2 separate regions of the Hordeum vulgare genome follow, and region 2 is linked to region 1. A link is a contact called in public Hi-C data. All regions are on one chromosome and are shown on one strand. The core of a region is the stretch at or near the end of the contact, and the rest is flanking DNA. Distances in the headings are between cores, read along the strand shown. Region 1 has its middle 110 kb from the start of LOC123445147. Region 2 has its middle 54 kb from the start of LOC123445149.

Region 1 (5,560 bases), core at 1,737-4,236:
GTCTATGTTAAGGTGAAATATGGTGTTGCGTAGTGTGGTGGTAAGCCCACCAGATTTGAAAGGTGTGAGCAAAACAACACATTAGAAGAAAAAAAAACTATGATTTGCATGTGCTCATCCCTAACCTAAATCACAAACACAGATAACGAAAGCCAATGCACCGTAATTTTACATTTCATATGTGTGTGTGTATGTATGTACGTACGTATGTGTATATATATATACATAGGTCAAATTTTTATCTATTTATTTTTAGTTTTTCAAAATACATACATAGCATTTAAATTTATGAATTCATATTATATTTAATTATGATTTTTATAAAAATACAAAACTTTTTCAAAAAAGTGCAATTTTTTTATAAATCACAAACTTTCCTAAATTCACAAACATTTATGCAATTCATGAAAGTTTTAGAATTCAAGAACATTTATGAAATTCATGATTTTTCCAAAAAAACATTGAAATTCATATTTTTCTAAAAGAAATGATTTCCATGACAAATAAATCTATAAGATAACTAGATTACGTTTTGTTTTCTGGAACCATTTTTTAAAACTAAGTAGCATGCTAGTGAACAAGATAAACGGCGGTTCATATTTGGCACTTCACGCACTTGTTACAGTGTATTTTACAAACAAGCGACTGAAGCGCCCCCGTGGTGGGTCGACCCAGCTAGCTTTTATCTTCTATGTCTAAGCCCGTAAAAAAGCTACACGAGTAAATGTGTTTGGTGGGATTCGAACCAGCGCCGCAGGGGTTCAATGTAACATGCGACAACAATGTAGATCTTCTTCCCTTTCTTGTTCTTAATTTTCTTTTGCTTTTTTGCTTTTTTTTCTTTCCTTTGCTCTTGTTTCTTTACTCTTTTCTTTTTCTTTTTTCTTCTAATTTGATAGAAAAATTTCACCTGATTTTTTATGAACATTTTTGAAATTTGAAGAGTTTTTTAAAAATATATTAACTATTTTCTAATTTGGTGAACTTTTATCAAAATCAAAAAACTTTATTTTGAATATTCAATTAACATGTTTCTAATTCGATGAACATTTTATAAAATGTGTAAACTATTTTTCAAATTTGATAAAATATTTTTCCTATACAAAATGATTTAAAAAATTCCATGAAGTTTTTTCCCAAATTAGTGAACTTTTTTCGAACTCAATAAAGTTTTTCTGAGAACTATGGTTTTTTTTCAAATTCATGAACTTTTTTTTTAAGTTTGTGGATATTTTTTACATTCACGAATTTTTTAAATTTTTATTTGAATTGTTCTTTTTTTTGTTTTTTTTAAAGTCGACGGTTGACCTGACCGGTCAAAATGAAGCATGTGCGTAGGGAGGTGTTTGTTGGTGGTTGATTCGCTTATGTGCCTCGTGATGGGCCGCACCATACCAGGAGCTCTTCACGCGCCACAAAAAGCAAATGGCGCAAAAAAATTAGTGTCGACGTAGCGGTCTCCCGAGCAAGAGGCTTCGGAGCTATTGGCACCATCTGGTCTTTCAAGGAGCTTCCGCAAGGAGCTTCCGCAGTGTTCTTCAAGGAGCTTTCAAGGAGCTTCCGCAGTGTTCTTCAGAAATATGACGACCCAAAAGTCCTAGAGACCCTAGCTATCATGGAGGCAATGGCAGTTGCGAAAGGTTTGTACATCCACAAAGTTTATGTTGCCTCTAACCGCAAGGTTGCGGTGGCTGCAACGAAAGAAGGAATATAGACGTTGTATGGAGCGGTAGTGCGGGAAATGATAGCTTTTTCTAGTAAGTTTTAGTCATGCATTATCCGATAAGAGTTTATATCCTCGAATTTTGAGACTCACAACCTTGCAAACACTTGCTCGATCGGCTGTCATGTATGGTTAGGCCACCCGGGTGATCTTTTGTTCGCCCATGTAAATGTTGTGCCAATTCAATAAAGCTTTTGTGACATGCCTAACAAAGAAAACATCCGGCGCTAAAAGCTTTAGTTAGGAGAAAACACTATTTGACGCATGCGAGGGTCCAATCAAAGGGCTAAAGTTTAAAATGATGGACATCGGACCGGCCTACTCGATGGCTTTGTCACAGTTTCCGTTGGCCTAGCTCTAGTAATGTTGAGTTTTTTCTGTTTTTCTGTTTTTTTATTTCACCTCTTTCTCTTTTCTCCTTTTATTTCTCCATTTTTATTTCAGTTCATCATTTTATTTTACTTTGCTAGAAATGCACATTCAATATTCTCTAAACAGTATGAGAATTTTTATTTCATTTCTAAATCTATTTTATACAACAATATTTTTTGAGGGCATGTTAATAGATTATATACAGTGAATATTTTGTGCAAAACACACTGTACTAATTTGAAACAAAATAAACAATCCTTAAAGACACATTGACCATTTTTTAATATACATTGGACATTTTTCAAATATACGAAGAACTTTTTAAATGCAGGTTGATTTGTTTTAGGATGCAGTGAACGTTTATTAATTGTATTAAGGTTTTCATATTTTGTTATTGTAAAATGTTCACACACTTCACACCTGTAAATCAACAAAACAAAAAAAAGAAAGGAAAAATTGGTAAAACCGAAGCCAAAGTACAGTGTTCGTTCTGGATAAAAGCCTGTTCGCTCAGGATACAAAATAGCTCAGGAAGAATCACCAGTCCTTCGTCCCATTGCTATCTCTACGCACAGTCTCAACTAGTGGCGAAACTAGCAGCGAGGTATGTTTTGGGATGAGCTAGCTTGAAGATAACATCTTAAAAATTTCAGTACTCTGTAAAAAGGAATTACAAGGGATCTACATGATGCCAGTCCTAAAGTTGGAATCAATAAAGCCCTAAAAACCACCGCATGACAACCTCTGTGCTAAAGTTGGAATCTATAGGTGGAATCAATGAAGCGCTCATAGGAGGTGCTAAAGTTGCACCTCTGTGCGGAGTATGCATAGGGACCTCCTATGTGCCGCTCTTTGCGGCGAAGGGACGATGATCCACACAGAAGATCGTTTATCTGGGCCGGCCCATTTGTCTGACGTGCAGTAAAAAATTGACAAAACAATCGGTATACACGCACGTGTTGCTAGCCAGTCCGCCCAGATGACTTCTGTTGAAGATTAATCTGAAAAAAATAAAGAATCGATATGTAAGAATTTTTCTGAAACTACGAGCAACATTATGAAAACACATCTTGAAAATGATAACATTTTTTGAAAATTCGTGAACATTTTTTTAAAATGAGAACATGAACATTTTTTAAATTGCAAAGAAATTAACATATAATGAAGTATCTGAACTTTTTTTGAAACTTTAAACAAATTCTGGAAACAATAATATTATTTGAAATGTGAACAAATTTCTGAAACGTGAAAATTTACATATTTGTGATCAAAATATTTAATACTCGAACATTTTGTGAAAACATGAACAGTTTTGGGAATAACAAAACATTTAAAAAAGGAACAAAATGATAACATTTGTTGAAACCTGAAATAAATTATAAAGTTATGAACATTTTTTGAACTGTGAACACATTTGGAAACCGCCATTATTTTTCGAATTTTGAACAAATTTTGAAACATGAACAAATTTGAAATTCGTCAACCAAATTATAATATTATGAAAAAAATTCGAACTACGATCAAATTTTGAAACCATGAATAGTTTTTGAATTGTAAACAAATTTTGAAACATGACCAAATTTCAAATTCATGAACAAAATTATAAAATTGTGAACAAATTTTGATACACCAAAAATTTTGGAATTGCGAAGAAATTTCAAATTCATGAACAAATTATAAAATTAGGAACAGTTTTTGAATTGTGAATCAAATTTTGAAAGCGTAAACATTTATCGATCGTGAAAAAAAATTGAAACATGAAAAAAAATCAAATTCATGAACAAAATTTTAAAATTCTGAACAATTTATGATTTATGAACAAATTCTGAAACTGTGAACTTTTTTAAATTGTGAATTTGTTTTGAAATATGAACATATTTCAAATTACTGAACAAAATTATAAAATTATGAACACTTTTCCTATTGTTAACAAATTTGGAAACAGCGAACATTTTTTGAATTGTGAACAAATTTTGAAACATGAACAAATTTGAAATTTAAAACATTTTTATAAAAGCAAGAATATTTTCTTAATTTCAACAAAAAATTTCAAATATGAACTTAGATTTTGAAAAAATTACCTTAGAAAAAAAAACAAAAGAAACAAAAAACCGGAAAACTAAAAAATAAAGAAAAAACAGAAAAAATGTTAACATATTAAAAACCTAGTGTTTGCTTCCGTTGTTTCTTCCAAATTGCATTATTTATTTCTTTTCATTTGTATGTATATTTACAAATATCCAAATACTAGAATTTCCATAATTTAATTTCAAATGATAGCATAGTGTATACAAATTGTTAACTTATTAAAATACTTTTATAGCATTAAAAAGTATATTAATGATAATTGAAATTTCTAACACATATTGTGAATTTTTAAGACATATTCAAAAATGCTCAAAAACCACTATTAGGAGAGAGTTGGCAATCATGCACTAAACAAATCTTGAACAAGTGTACAACAAATCCCAGTTTATAGGAAAAATGAACAATATGTACGAAAAAACGTCGACATTAATATTTTCAAAAATAAATGAGTTAAGTATTTTATAAAATGTATACACAAAAAAGGACGGATCACAACATATGTTTTCACAAAAATATGAGTCAGGTATTTCAAAAAATGTTTAACGTGTAAAAATATATTATTTATTTACAAAAGATGTAGGATGCGTATTGAAAAAAATAAAAAGTTATCAAATTATAAAAACGTAAAAATTAAAAAAGAAAACAAAGGAAAAAAACAGGACACAAAATAAATAAATATGAAAAAGCCTTTTGGAGGGAGGCCGGTTTTTGAAAAATCCAAAATTCATATTTTTACAATTCATAAAAATCTGAAAAAATACAGATATACATGAAGGCATAACACGCATGTGTGTAAATTTTAGGAAGAAATGCGTTGAAATGACTATTGTGCAAAAAAAACAAATCTAAGGCTTTTTAACACATAATACTATTCATCCTCAAACTCGAGAAATCCATCCTCAAATATAAAGGGCTCCATGAAGCTCGGTCACCTATAACCCTTAACGGTCAAAGGCCTTTGACAGGACCGAAGATGTACGGAAGGGCATTTCTATAACCGCACTTAACGAAAGAGGGAAAAATTTGAGCACACTTCGGAATTAGGGGAAAATGTGAGTAGGTGGTTCGAGCTAGGGGCTGAAATGTAAATGACCCATCAATTTAGTTCGCCATACGAAATCAATAGATCGGAGATAATTGTGAAACTATCACAACCATGCATATAAGAATTTAGAGAAAACTCAAATAGTATTCATGAATAATCTGAACATAAATCCACAATTCATCGGATCCCAACACAGGCACCGCACAAGAGTGATTACACAAGATAGATCACCGCAGGAATCGCGGTGATCATGGCAACGAAGAACATAGAGAGAGAGAAAGAGAGGGTTGGAGAGAGAAGAGAGAGAGAGAGAGAGAGAGAGAGAGAGAGAG
Region 2 (5,940 bases), core at 2,792-5,291, 200 kb after region 1:
CATCTCATGGCCTCATGGGTAGCCTCATGCGCAATTTTTTAAGGCATCACGGGATTTAGGAGCTCCCATTTGCCAACCAACACAAGTACTGGATTGTTTTTTGTTTTCCTACAAGGTGGTTGGTCTGGACCGGCAAGGGAGGAGGGTGTTGTCATTCACTCAGTCCTTTGCTCTTCCTATTAGTCTTCGCTTCACGCTACCACCAACAATTGTAATACACAAATAAAAATAGTCCATTTAAGCTTCGGTTTCCAATGTGTACTTGTTTCTTGAGCAAGTCCAAGCTTTGACATCATATTCATCTCTGACTTCTCCTTCTTATTTGTGAGGCAGTTGGTCAGTTGGTTCTCTTATTGTGTGGCAGCCATGGCCAAAGATCGCAGCCGGAGGTGGCCAGGGGCGAGAATCCCCTGTTGATGTTGCTCTTGACGTATTGTTGTGCTTTGTTCTCAAATTGTAATCTATAGGTTGGTTTGTAGTTTTCCGATTTTTGTGGCTTTCATTGTATCTCAAATGTTCTATGTGCAGAATCTTCTGATTACTTGCTTTAATATAATGGAATAAGTATATTTTTTTTTCACTTTCATCCAATCATCAGAATAGTGATCACTCGTCCTTGAAATTTTTGGACAGAAAATTGTGCTAAATAGTTCATTGACTCGTATTTTATCTCATTGTTCTTCAGAATAAAGTTTAGGATTAAATAGTACCATCTACGGTTAATTCATACTCCCTTCGTTCGTAAATGTAAGTTTTTTAAAATATTTCATTAAGGGACTAAATATGAAGCAAAATTAAAATATGTCTATATACATTCGTATGTAGTTCTCTTATTGAAACCTTTAAAAAATATATTTAGGAACGGAGGAAGTACTACCAGCGAGGGGCACGGGGTGATAGTTGAGCCACATATATAATGCATGTTGAAGGAGGACATGGCGAGTAGGGGTCAGGGTTATCTGCTAATTAACCATGTTTGTCTGTTGCACCACTGGTATCGTGTGCGGGTCTGGTGCAATAGTACCCCATCGAGTCGGCATGGTGTGTAGCTGTAGTTAACATGCCCCTTCAGTTGCACCACTGGCAGCAAGTGTGACGATTTTCCTGTAATCTTTCTGGGTGAACGGCCGTTTAGGGCCTTTTTGATTCAAAGGAATTCTATAAGATGTTTGGAGGATTAAATTTTTTTAAAAAAATTCGATGTTAGTCATTTGATTCGTATGATTGGATACTATAGGAATTTTTTCCTATGAATCTTTTATATTATATTTCATAAAAAATCTAACATTCACTTTAATTTTATTTTACAATTTTTTTGTTTTGCCTGTGGCATCAAACACTCATTGTTAATCCTATAGGATTTAAGTGAAGATGCCACTCCAACCGCATACTTTTTCTATTCCTACATTTTCAAAATCCTACCAATCAAAGAGGCCCTTAATAATCTTCACCTGCACTTTGAGCCATTTTTGCATGGTGTCCTTCGGAGTCTTGGAGGAGCTATACGCTATATTCTTTCCTTTCACATAAATAATATTAAATATAGTAATATGTATTCCCTCCGTAAAGAATGAGAGCATTCAAATCACTAAAGTAGTGACCTAAACATCGGAAGTACCTTTCTATACATGTGACCAGGAAAATGTAATAAAATAGAAAAAAAATCTAAATTTTTTATGTGACATACTTCCACAAATGTTTGTTGTGCATGTAAAAATTCATCATGAAATCACATTGGTGTAAGTCATGCCCAAAAAAAAAAATCAGAGCTCAAAAATGTTTTTGTAAGTAACATTTTCAGAGCATCGATGTTGTTTTGTTTTTACCACGCCTTTCACCAATGTGATTTTGCGATGAAATTTTGCATGCACAACAAACATTTATGAAAGTATACCACAAAAAAAATTCAAAAAAGTTTTACTGTTCACACTAGAAGCATTCGCTCTTTGGTGTAGAAACTCCATGTCCCCAAAACGTTCTTATATTTCTTTGCAAAGGGAGTATTAAACACTTGAGGGGGCAATGCACGAGGCGATGCCACGGGCGATGCATGAGACGATCGGGCACCGAACCCAGCCTTTCCCGGAGTTCGTGGTGGTGATCCTCCCGTCGAAGGAAGGTTTTGGGCGCTCGCGGATATCGACGATGATGAGGAGGACGACAAGGACGTCCACATCAACGGTTCGCCGGAAATGGCATGGCTTGGAACACGCCATCTGATGCGCTTTGCTAGTCTCTTGTGGTCGGCTATTCGAAGGAAATCGTCGCTGATCTAGTCTATTCTCGTTGACGATCCGGCAAGGAACAGGTTGCAGCCAGAAGATAGAGTGGAGGTGTTGCGGCGGGTCGTCCACCATTGCATGGCACTGAGGGATGTCCGGCCATGGAGGGGGCGCTACCTAAGGTAAGTCTATTTTCTCTCATGTTGCAAGATTTCATCATACCCACAACTTGGATTGTCGTTGCTCGATGACACAAGAAGGGGCGGCCGGCAGCGATGAAGATGTTGAGGCCTGCAGCCGATTCGATCCGCTCGATTGAGGAGAAGCGGGGGATCCCCTATGTCTCGCCTTCAGGGAGACAGGAGGAACCTCTCGCTGAAGGGGGGACCTAGATGGGTCAGCCCACCAGCACGAAAGGCCAGCCGCCTTTTTCCGTTCCTTTATGTTTTCTTTTTCATTTTTTACTTATATTAGTTTTTTATACTTTAAAATGTAATAAATACATATATTATAAAAACAGTATAATGAAACTTTTGAAAGATAGTGAAGAAGTATTTGAAAACTATTGAATAGGTATTTGAAAAATATTGAAGAAGTATTTTAAAAAATGTTAATTATGTATATAAAAAATTTAATCAAGCATTTGAAAAAATGTTGAACGGGAGTTAAAAAATGTTGAACAAGTAATTTAAAAATATTGGACAAGTATTTGAATAATGTGGAACAAGTATTTCAAAAAAATGTTGATCATGTATATAAAAATGTTGAACACGTATTTTCAATAATATAGAATAAGTATTTAAAATGTTGAATAAGTATTAAAAATGTCGAGTAATTATTAAAAATGTCGAGTAATTATTAAAAATGTTGAACAAGTATTTAGAAAAGTTGAATAAGTACTAAAAAATCTTGAATGAGAATATGAATTTTTTTAAACATGTTAAAATAAAGAACAAGTATTTAAAAATGTTGAACATGTATTAAAAATGTTGAACACGTATTTACAAAGGTTGAACATGTATATTAAAATTGATAAATAAGTATTAAAATGTTGAACAAGTATTTAAAAATGTTGAATACACGAAATTATTTTTTACTAAAACCAAAATAAAATGTTCAACATTTTTAAACACTTCTTCCACATTTTTTTTAAATGCTTGATAAAAAAGGAAAAAACAAATTGTTCCACATTTTATAAACACTTGTCCAAAAAATCCGTTGTTGTTAATTTTTTTCCTTGCCCGGTGAATTGTCCGTAAATACGTGAACTTTTGGTTTTAAATCGATAAGTTTTTTTCTAACCGATGAACTCTTTAAAAAATCCATGAATGTTTTTCGAATTTTGAAGGACATTTTTCAAATAAAATGAACCTTTTTTAATTTCGATGATTTTTTTTTCAAAATTGATGTACCTTTTTCAAATCTATGAACTTTGTCAAACAGATGAACCATTTTCAAATTAATGAACTTTTTTTAAATAGATGAACTTTTTTCAAAATTGATGAACCTTTTCTGAAAATCTACAAAACGTTTTTAAAGATATACAGTTTTTTTAAATGGATGAAACTTTTTTTTAAGCTTTAGACCTTTTTTGCTTTCACATTTTTATTTCATAAGGAATTGAAAAACTGGACGGTATTTTTTCAACGGAATCAATAGAAAAATAGAAAAACAAACTGGGCTGCTAGCGAGCGACCGGTTCAGCGAAGCTAGCGACTGAACTAACGCCGAGCAAGCCAGCGTGGTCGTGGGTCGGCTTTGCGAGCGCTAGGTTGTTTACAGGCGCATGCAGTGCTGACTAAGATAGGGATCTCCTATGCGCTGTTCGTCGCGGCGAACTGCGAATGGACCTTGCGGCGAACTGCCGAATGGACGCACAGGACGGTCACCCGACTGGGTCGGTCCAGTTTTTTTTTTACGGAATGTCCAGTTTTTATTTTGTTTTAAGGAAATCTGATATATATTTTTTTCTGTTCTGTTTATTTTCTTTTTTTGTTCATTTTTTATTTCCTTTTTTAGAATTTGAAGAAAAACATTTTTTAAATTTGAAGAACTTTTTTTAAAATATAATTTTTTAAATTTATTAGTAATGTTTGAAAATTGATTTTTTTTTTGAGTTTCAAAGAAAACAATAAATAAAGAAAAAAACTGTTCAAGGAACCTTCTAGAAGTTTACCAAACCCATAAAAAATGGCTAGAAACATCTGAAAGGTTTCCAAAACCAGCCAAACCGCTTGGAGATATTTCGCGTGAAGGGGTCGGTCAAGTTAGAACTATCGCTCGATCTCCCATGTGCGGAGCCTCGACTACTTGGCGCAAAATGCGGCAAATAGGAGATTCCCCCAAAATAGATGCCGTGGAGGAGCGGCGGGTTCGTTTGAAAGAGGTCCTATGTTGGGACATGTCGAAGTCTCACAAATCCATAACAGGCGAGATGGGTTGTGGCAAAGCCCGTGCTCGAGCACAGTGCATGTACGTAAACAAGCGAGTCGCTGGAGGGCTGCAGGCGAGCGATTGCCATACGAGCATGGATACTAGGGTTTGACCGCGTCAGGTAGAGCTGCGAGGCGGCACTTCTGGTCACCTCGAGGCGGTACACGAGGAGTACTATCCAAACAATGACTGGTAATCTCAAGAAGAGACAGTTATGAAAATGCCAATGATATAGAGATGTGAAACCTATATAAATGAAGATCCGACGAAACTTCAATGTCTAAAACATCATAGAAGATGCACATGAACTCCTTTTTCGATGAATTCGAGCTTATCATGAAGATGACCATAAGCTCAAGAACCAACATAGAGAAAAGCCAACCAAGAACCAAGAAAGATGATGATGCCAAGAATGCGATGATTTGAGCTCTCAACGAATGATACGATCAAGCTACTCACTTGAGAGCCCCCCTGGATATTACATCAACCTATCCTATAACTCGGTCAACAAACTAACACACCGAGATCGGTAAAATATAAAACCTATCAAGGACAAACCTTTGCCTTTTACATAGCCCACTTGAGCTAAATGATGATGATGTTGTCCTTCTCAAGATGGACCACCTTTCTTGATTGTGTCGGCTCAATGAAGACTACTAGATTGCTTCCTCATACTCCACTATGGGTGAGCCATTCTTCAGCACATCTTCACAAGTCCATTGCCACCACAATGGACGGCAAGCTTTAAGCATGATCTCTTCATGATGCTCCACTTGAACTTGCACACCGCAATCTTTCACGGGTTGAATGAGATCTTCCTCCTGACACAAGCCTATGGAAACACACCTAACACCACACAGAGCTCTCACGAGGACCATGTGTTAGTACATAGTGTAATGGACAATTCTTATCATACCATGGGATCACTTGATCCCTCTCGATACATGTTGTATGCTTTGTGTGTTGATCAACTTGATTCACTCTTTGACTTAGTCTTGATCAACCTTGTGTCTTATCTTATCTCTTTATAAAGATGATGTCTTGAAGGTAAACATGAATGTCCACACAATCTTCGTCTTCAAGACATGCTTGCAATAAGCTCAACTCTCACATGACCCAGCCTTGGATAAAACCTTGAATACCACCTTGGTCACCATAAAAACTCCTTGAAATTAGCAGATGGACTTCAAGAAGTGCCTATGGACAAAATCTTCGAATATAACTCAAGGTAACCATTAGTCCATAGGGATTGTCATCAATTACCAAAACCACACACGGAGAAATA

Evidence for each region. A called contact is a pair of places that touch in the nucleus more often than the background predicts.
Region 2: a Hi-C map of seedling shows a contact between it and region 1, with 3 times the contacts expected there. The contact joins two enhancer-like sites. A contact is called at or near these places in 3 of 6 Hi-C or Micro-C datasets (leaf and seedling).

The regions. Positions count from the first base shown.
Region 1 is chr3H:566,762,970-566,768,529 of MorexV3_pseudomolecules_assembly, forward strand. No RefSeq gene overlaps it. Among protein-coding and RNA genes, the nearest start is that of LOC123445147, 110 kb to the right of the region's middle. Within about 2 kb of position 2,987, at least 3 of the 3 cell types and tissues checked have open chromatin away from gene starts, as enhancers often do. A contact at or near this core is called in seedling, where this site is marked.
Region 2 is chr3H:566,963,635-566,969,574 of MorexV3_pseudomolecules_assembly, forward strand. No RefSeq gene overlaps it. Among protein-coding and RNA genes, the nearest start is that of LOC123445149, 54 kb to the right of the region's middle. Within about 2 kb of position 4,042, at least 2 of the 3 cell types and tissues checked have open chromatin away from gene starts, as enhancers often do. A contact at or near this core is called in seedling, where this site is marked.